Regions from separate parts of the Mus musculus genome. Here region 1 is linked to region 2. The links are chromatin contacts, called in public promoter capture Hi-C maps. All regions are on one chromosome and are shown on one strand. Each heading gives the region's core, a stretch centred on a gene start, on an enhancer-like site or on the middle of the called end of the contact. The rest is flanking DNA. Distances are from core to core; before and after follow the strand shown.

What was found. Promoter capture Hi-C pulls out the DNA fragments that hold promoters and counts their contacts.
Region 1: a contact with region 2 is called in a promoter capture Hi-C map of pre-B cells, with 3 times the contacts expected there. The contact joins the promoter of Bag4 here to the promoter of Ap3m2 in region 2. A contact is called at or near these places in 2 of 39 promoter capture datasets (liver and pre-B cells) and 1 of 115 datasets of contacts at active chromatin or transcription factors (astrocytes).

What each region holds. Positions count from the first base shown.
Region 1 is chr8:25,783,417-25,786,978 of GRCm38.p6, forward strand. Bag4 (BCL2-associated athanogene 4) reads right to left here and starts at 1,793. Exons shown (of 5, transcript NM_026121.3): 1 at 1,483-1,793. The coding sequence starts at 1,755. It overlaps Lsm1 (LSM1 homolog, mRNA degradation associated), which reads left to right and starts at 2,175. Exons shown (of 4, transcript NM_026032.1): 1 at 2,175-2,301. The coding sequence starts at 2,256.
Region 2 is chr8:22,803,194-22,807,134 of GRCm38.p6, forward strand. Ap3m2 (adaptor-related protein complex 3, mu 2 subunit) reads right to left here and starts at 2,461. Exons shown (of 9, transcript NM_029505.3): 1 at 2,383-2,461; 2 at 567-909. The coding sequence starts at 839.

The DNA.
Region 1 (3,562 bases), core at 543-3,042, 3.0 Mb after region 2:
TAGTTAAGGTTCATTCCATGTTGAAACAAGTATGTGAGTGGGGATGGAGGGGGGGGGTCAATTCATACCTTTCTAGATGTTATGTTCTAAAATGTTAGCCATGTTAGTTAATCCAGCAACCAGTTGATAACTGTACCAGTTATTTCTAATTTTTGGCCATTATCACTAATGATGTTAAAAAGATGTATTAAATAGTATATGGACATGTTTTCCTTTGTTGTGGTGGTGGTGGTTGTTGTTCATTTTTTGAGACAGGGTCTCACCACGTTGTCCAGGCTGTCCTGGAACTCATTATGTCCATGTGAACCAGGCTGGCTAGTCTGCCTCAGCCTCCTGGGTACTGAGATTAAACACACCAGCCCTTGTTTTTTGTTTGTTTTGTTTTGTTTTTTTGTTTTTTGTTTTTTTTTCAAGACAGGGTTTCTCTGTGTAGCCCTGGCTGTCCAGGAACTCACTTTGTAGACCAGGCTGGCCTCAAACTCAGAAATCCGGCTGCCTCCCAAGTGTTGGGATCAAAGGCATGCGCCGCCACCACCAGCAGACTTTTTTTTTGTCGTTTTTTGTTTTTTCAGCCCTTGTTTTCTATTTCTTGAGTATACTTACAAGTAGACCTGCTAGATCATAAATTAACTCTCTGTCAGAAGTTTTAGGAACGACCCAGCTATTTTCCAAAGCACTGTACTATTTTACAATCCCGTCGTGGATATGTGAGAATTTTATAATTAATTTTCTGCAAGTAAGAATGTTACAAAGGCCAAAAGATGTGTGCCACCATCCTAGAATGATAGCCCCATACGAAGATAAAATAGAAACACACTTTTGGCATGTATGCAAGCAACAAAATGTTACAGGTCCAAACATACTAAGCAAGTCGGTCTCTCAGAGCCTTCTCCATTCAAAAATTGGGAAGCATTAATAACATCTGTCTTGCAGTCTTGCGATGATTAAATAGAACATTAAGGTACTTTGCAACATTGATCCCTCCTGATTCAATTCCAGGCAAAGCTTTAGTGATAAGGAACTAAGTGATCAGCCCGCCCCGTTTCGATCCCTTCCCCGTGGGAGGGGCTGCTGAGTAAGGGCTGGGGCTGCAGCTCCCCGAGCCACGCAGGATAAATTGTTACAGCCCAATCACGCTAACCTACGCTCTCGGGAAAGAGATCCTGCAGCCTGCTACTAAGCTTAGGAAGTCAGCGCAGAATATTTTTTCGTTTTTTTTTTTCGTGGTTAACAAGAACACTTATGATGGCTGAAGTTAAAAAAAAAAGCAAAAACAAACAAACAAACAAACAAAACGAAGGGACAAATGGAACCCAAGCCTAGCTCCCCTCGCATCTCTGGTCCTCGTCTCTGCACCGTCCCCAAAAGAAGAACAAATCAGAGACCCGAGTCCTAACAGACCCTAAGTATAAAACCCCCAAATGTCCTCACCTCTGCCCAAGACTTCCCGACTGGAGCCCCGGAAAAGACTTCGAAGCTTACCTGGTGGCCTCCCCCGGCTCTGCTCGCTTCTGCCCAGGCGCCTCCCGAGGGGTAGTAGCCATCGCCACCTGCGCCTTCGCCCGGCCAGGTGGTCTCGGCCGGGGCGCCCCCGCGCCCTCGCCAGGAAACCGGAGGCTGGGGAGGCTCCGGACGAAGAGGGGGGTATAAGGGCGGAGGTACGTGCACCGGGACATCGCCTCCCCCGGGCCCGTAGTAGCGGCCGTAAGAAGGGCCGTCACTGGGGCCGTAGCCCGAGCGCCTCAGGGCCGACATGGGCTCCGCTGCCGCGAAGCGCTTCCCGCCCCCCACGACCGTCCCATTGCGCAGGCGCCTGCGGGAGGCCGCTATTGGCGAGCGGCGGAGGGGGATAGGACGGCTACAGCCAATCCCGAGCCGGTCCCGCCCCTTGCACGCCGAGCGCGGAACGGTCATGGACGGTACGGGTCAATCCGGGCCTCGGGTCGGGAAAGCGAGGCGAGGGGCAGCGCTCGTCACGCGTGAGGAAACGCCTATCCTCCGCCCTTCCGACCTGGACTTCACTGCACTGACTGGAGGGGAAGAGAACGTGGTCGGCCACCGACTGGCAACACGCCCGGCACGCCTCTTTCGGCGGACGGGCAGGCGATACCGGAAGTGGGTGGGGTCACCTGAAACGCTTCCGGCGACTAGCGGTGTCTGAGCTGCAGGTGAGCGGCCGGTTCCCGTCCGCGTCCCGCCGACGGGCGACTGGACGCCCTCGCGGCCGTCCGGTGCAGCCTTGCGAGAGCTCAAACATGAACTATATGCCCGGCACCGCCAGCCTCATCGAGGACATCGACAGTGAGTACCTAACCTCTCCCTCGGGGGAAGCCTGGTGTGGGACCCCTTTTCGAGTGGGCGTCCCTCGACAAGGGCCCAGAGAGTGATCTCTGGGCCCGGGCGGGGTGGTTCTGCCTTCACAGCCTCGGACGGAGCCTTTTCCCAAGCTGCCTTCTCTGTCCTTGAGCGGGTAACACCTCCCCGCCCCCCGCCCCCCAAGCTGTGAAACGCCTTCCGAGGGGCGCAGCATCCGACTTGGGAACGTGAAGGGCAGAGCACGCGAAGGAAGTCGCCTGAGCCACTTCGCGTTCCCAAGTCGGATGCTGCGCCCCTCGTAAGGCGTTTGACAGTGAATGGATGGAGATTGCTTCTAGAAAGGACTCACCAGACCCGACAACAGCAGTTGAATTTAATTAGCAGAGAACGTAGGCTTTCTGTTGTATAGCCACTAGCACTCTCCTTTTTCTGTAAGGGTCATTAGCACTTTCAGATTAAAGTTGTAGAGACAGGTGCCGGACGTAATAACGGGATTTTCTGCGAATGCTAAGTCACTTCAAACTTACTCTTTTCTGTTTGACAGTTTTGCTTTTACTAAAAGGAGGTTAGTCCTGTAAAAATAAAGAGGTTACAATTTCGGTTTTAAAAGGTTTAATTTATTGTGTATTTATGTCTCGTCTACATGTAATTAAACCACGGGCATATTGGTATCCACGAAGCCAGATGACTTTCTCTTCTTGGGATCCTCTGGAATTGGAGTTATGGACCGAGTTACAGAGTCACAGTGTGGGTGCTGAGAAAGGAACTCAGATCTTCTGCAAGAGCAACACGTGCTCTTCTGAACCATCTCTCCAGCCTCCACTTTCATTCCCCCGCCCCGAATTCTTACCTGTGTATGATTCCTTGAATATAACTTTTTTTTTTTTTTGGTTTTTCGAGACAGGGTTTCTCTGTATAGCCCTGGCTGATCTGGAACTCACCTTGTACACCAGGCTGGCCTGGAACTCAGAAATCTTCCTGCCTTTGCCTCCCAAGTGCTGGGATGAATATAACTTTTAAAGCAGCATTAAAAAAACAAACAAACAAACAAAAAAAAAAAACCGCTGTATATGAGCATGTATGTATGTGCATTGCGAGCTTGCCTGGTGCTGGAGAGAACAGAAGAGGGTACTGGGTCCTCTGGAAGACCAGACAATACTCTTTAGCACTGAGCCATCTCTCAGGTCTATAATCAGCATTTTAAAATCATTTTAATACTGTGACTTTTCAAAAGCAAAATGATTTA
Region 2 (3,941 bases), core at 1,211-3,710:
GAGGTAGAGGCAAGAAGATCTCTGTGAAATTGAGGCCATCCTGGTCTACAGAGTGAGTTCCAGGATAGCCAGGGCTACACAGAGAAACCCTGTCTAGAAAAAAAAAAGGTCTGTGTGTGTGTTTGTGTGTCTGTCTGTCTATCTATCATGAATAAATGAACTCTAATTGTGAGCAAAGCTAAGAAAGAACATGCATTCATGTGTAACGGGTGGCTCTCTCACGCAAGAGACCTCAGAGCATCCAAATGGTTTTTTTGAATGCAGCCAACTAAGAAAATAGGAAGAAACTTAGACAGGATATGAGCTATGCTCAGTTTTGATTCTTAAAAAAATACTCTAAACCCAAGCTAAAAACAATGGAGACAGTACTATAAAAATATGTTTGCAAGATGGCATGGCAGCTTATGCCTATAATCCCAGCACCTAGAAGGCTGAGGCAGGAGGATGGCTGCAAATATGCTGGGCTACGCAGCTCAGGCTAGCCTGGGCTACACAATGCCAGCCCACCAAAGGTTTGGTTCTTTTATGGCTTATATACATTTCTATACACTCTCACATTTACAAACCTGAAATGTATCCACTACTCGGTGAAGGAATTCAATGACAAACAGAGGCGGGACCTCTGTCTGGATTACAGCCACAAAGAAGATCTTGTGCCGGTAAACACTCAGGAGGTAGTGGTGAGGGGTGGGGATGACCGGAGGCACATTTTCTGCCTCGGTAGCTCTCTCTTGGGCCTCGAAGAAGTAATCACACACAGAGCGGCTGACCACACTTTTCCAGTGTTTCTCCAGGAAAATATCTCCGGAAGAGTTAATCAAGAAAAGGCTGTGAATCATGGTGGAGAGGCTGGTGGGAGAGGAACGCTGGTTCAGTCTGCGAGCCTCTGGATTCAGCTAGTTTTCAACCCTACAAACAAAAGAGACTGGACTCATTTTCACTGAATTAAAACAACCTTATTTTCCAGAGGTTCGAGGATCAGGCCCAAGTCCTCTTCCCATTGGTGCATTCAACTTTTTGATACTGCCAACACGACACTGTCATCCACAAAAACACCCTCAGGAAGCATACAAGTCACAAAACGAGATGGGAAAGCAAATGTCCCCATGACTTAAGGAAGTTTACCGTTTTGTGTTGGGCAACGTTCCTAGCTGTCCTGGGCCACATGTGGCCTGCAGGCCACCGGCCAGACATACCTGCTACTATTACATGAGCCCTAAGGATTCTTCCCTTGAATTCCCAATAATAACTAGCAGCCAATTTGTTTGTCTGTTGTAGATTTTCAGTTCTCTGTTATTATTGCCCGAGTTAGATCCACTTAAAACACTAGTTTCAGGCTTGTGAGATGGCTCAGCAGGTGAGGCTTGCTAACGATCCAAACAATGGGATTCAATTTCATTGGGACTCATAACATGAGAGAAGAGAAGTGACAACCTGTTGTTCACATGGGTGCACATAAATATACTTAATTTTCTTTTAAATCCGACTTTGCCAGGCACTTGGGAGCTAAGACAGGAGGATCACAAGTTTGAGACTAGCCTGGGTTACATAACATGATCCTGTCTCAAAAAAACAAACAAAACAAAACAAAACAAAAAAAATCTAGATGAAATAAACAAAGATGTTAGGCACTATTTAAATGGGTAGTGGGCATTTGAAAAGAGGCCGATAGTACTGACATATACTGTAAGATTAGAGACTGGACAGCTTCGGTTGGGAAAAAAGACTCAATTTTAAATATCTTACCACTTATTTAATACTGGTAATATGTTTGGGTCAAATGAAATATATTAAAATTTAACTTATCGTTAGCTTACCACGATTCCTATTCGAAACAGCATATGTGATGTGCTTTCTACTTCTCCTGAGCAGAGCCAGCCCCTGGAATCTTTGCCACTGTGATCTTTACTCATTCACTAAGGACCTATTCTCTGAATTATTTGTGCACAAAGCATTCCGCTGGATGCTTAAAAAAAAAATCTCTGGAGACACCCTAGTTTGTCTACAGTGACATCTCCAGGATGAGGCAGCTTTGCTGCACCCAGGGGTGGCCTAGAAGCGAACTGACTTGAGCTAGCACAACTGGTCACATTGCTAAGACCTGTTTTCCTAGTGCCCCAGGAGAGAGTCCAGATCGTCGGCTGCCAAGACAGCCATCGAGAGGTTGCAGCCCAGCAGCCTGCAAGCCTAGGGTATTGGAGGCCCTATGGGCCTTGGGGCTCCAGCCTGAAAACTGTCCAGAAGCAGGGACCCTGGTCCCAGAACTGTGCACCTGCGTTGCCATGGCAACGGCATTTGTAGCCCGGGACTCTTCCCGTACCTCTCTCCCAGGCGACGCCCAACGCAGCCCTTCCCATCCGCGCGCGCCCAGCCCAACCCTACCAGCTTCGACCAGGTCTCAGGCTCCGTTCCGGCTCCGCAGCGCAGTCGCGCTGCGCAGTGCTCCTTGCACGAAGGCTCCGCCCCCTCCTCACCGCTCTCACGTTGATTGGCCAGCCGCTCCCCGGCTGCCGCTCCTGCGCTCTGATTGATCGCCGTTCGCTTGCTAGGCTCTAGCATCCGATTGGTCTTTATTGAAGGTCCGGTAACCTTCAATTGGTGTAGCTCTGAGACTCCAAGCCCCGATTGGAGGATGAAGACAGTCGGTCATCCAGTCACAAAGGGCCTCCGGGGAGCTAGAAAGTGACCGGAAAGGTAAAATGATTCCCGGGATGCTTCTAATTTAATGCATCACAGATAACCAATCATAACTAACCTCCATTACACAGGTGCACTTAAAAAGCGACTGCTTGCCGGGCCTGTGGCGCAGGTCTTTAATCCCAGCACTCAGGAGACAAGCAGAAGTATCTCAGTGAGTTCGAGGCCAACCTTGTTGTCTACACAGGGAGTTCCAAGCCAGCGGGAAAGAACCGGGAAGAATAGAGGAAAGGAGGGGAGGGGAGAAGACAAGAGAGGAAAGGAAGGGAGAAAAGTAGAGACGTAGTGGGGAGGGGGGAGCAAGGCAGAGAAAGAGTGACAGACAGACAGATAAGACTGACTTCTCCTTCCAGACTCTCAGTTCCCAGATCCGATAATGAAGGTGTTGGGGCAGGTCTTTGAAACCACCTTAAATTTAAAGAGATCACAGGTTACTGTGACTCGGGAAAGTGTGAAGCAGAGATCCGATGGAAATTTTATCTTCAGTTAGATTAAAATGAGGCATTCGGTAAGATGAAGTGTGAAGGGGGTTGCAAAAACTGCTGGGCACACTGTAAGATGAAATGACAAACTGCGGTGATGACGGTCGTGCCAATCTAGATGAGTCTCCGAAAGGTCTCTGGCAGTACCTAAAAACAAGAGGCCCTACCTCAAATCAGATGGAAGGTGAGGAGTGATATTCTGACTCCTACAAGTGTTTCCATGCACAAATGCAAACGCGTACCTCATACATGCAAAAACGGGTGTGTGTGTGTGTGTGTGTTTATTTTCCCTTTCGTTTTGTTACTTGAGACAGTTTCGCTGAACAATTCTGGCTGGCCGGGAAGTCTCCAGATCGGGACAGCTTTGAACTGTTTCCCTCTGCCTCCCGCCTCCGGAGTGCTGGGATTAAAGGCTTGTGCTGCCCACCTGGTCGCTACTCACCCGGGGCCGGGCGCGCGCGGGGGAGGGGTGTGAGAAGAAATTTTAAAAATAATTTCAAAGCTTAAAAAAAAAAAAAAGAACGATTTGTGACATTGCCTCATACGTCCCGTTTGAAATTACAGAAGAAATAGTCATCAAATGAGAAGATTTCCGGAGGAAGAAAAGAGATTGGTCCAAAAAAAAAGAAGTTTTCAAATAACATACTTAGTTTCTAAGTAGTTATTTAGATAAAGATTACTCTCAGAAGCAAACCAAACCTCTGCTTTGCAAACATTTGTCTACTGTGTGCCAGACCCAGCTGCTTCCTGTTCATCAAATGT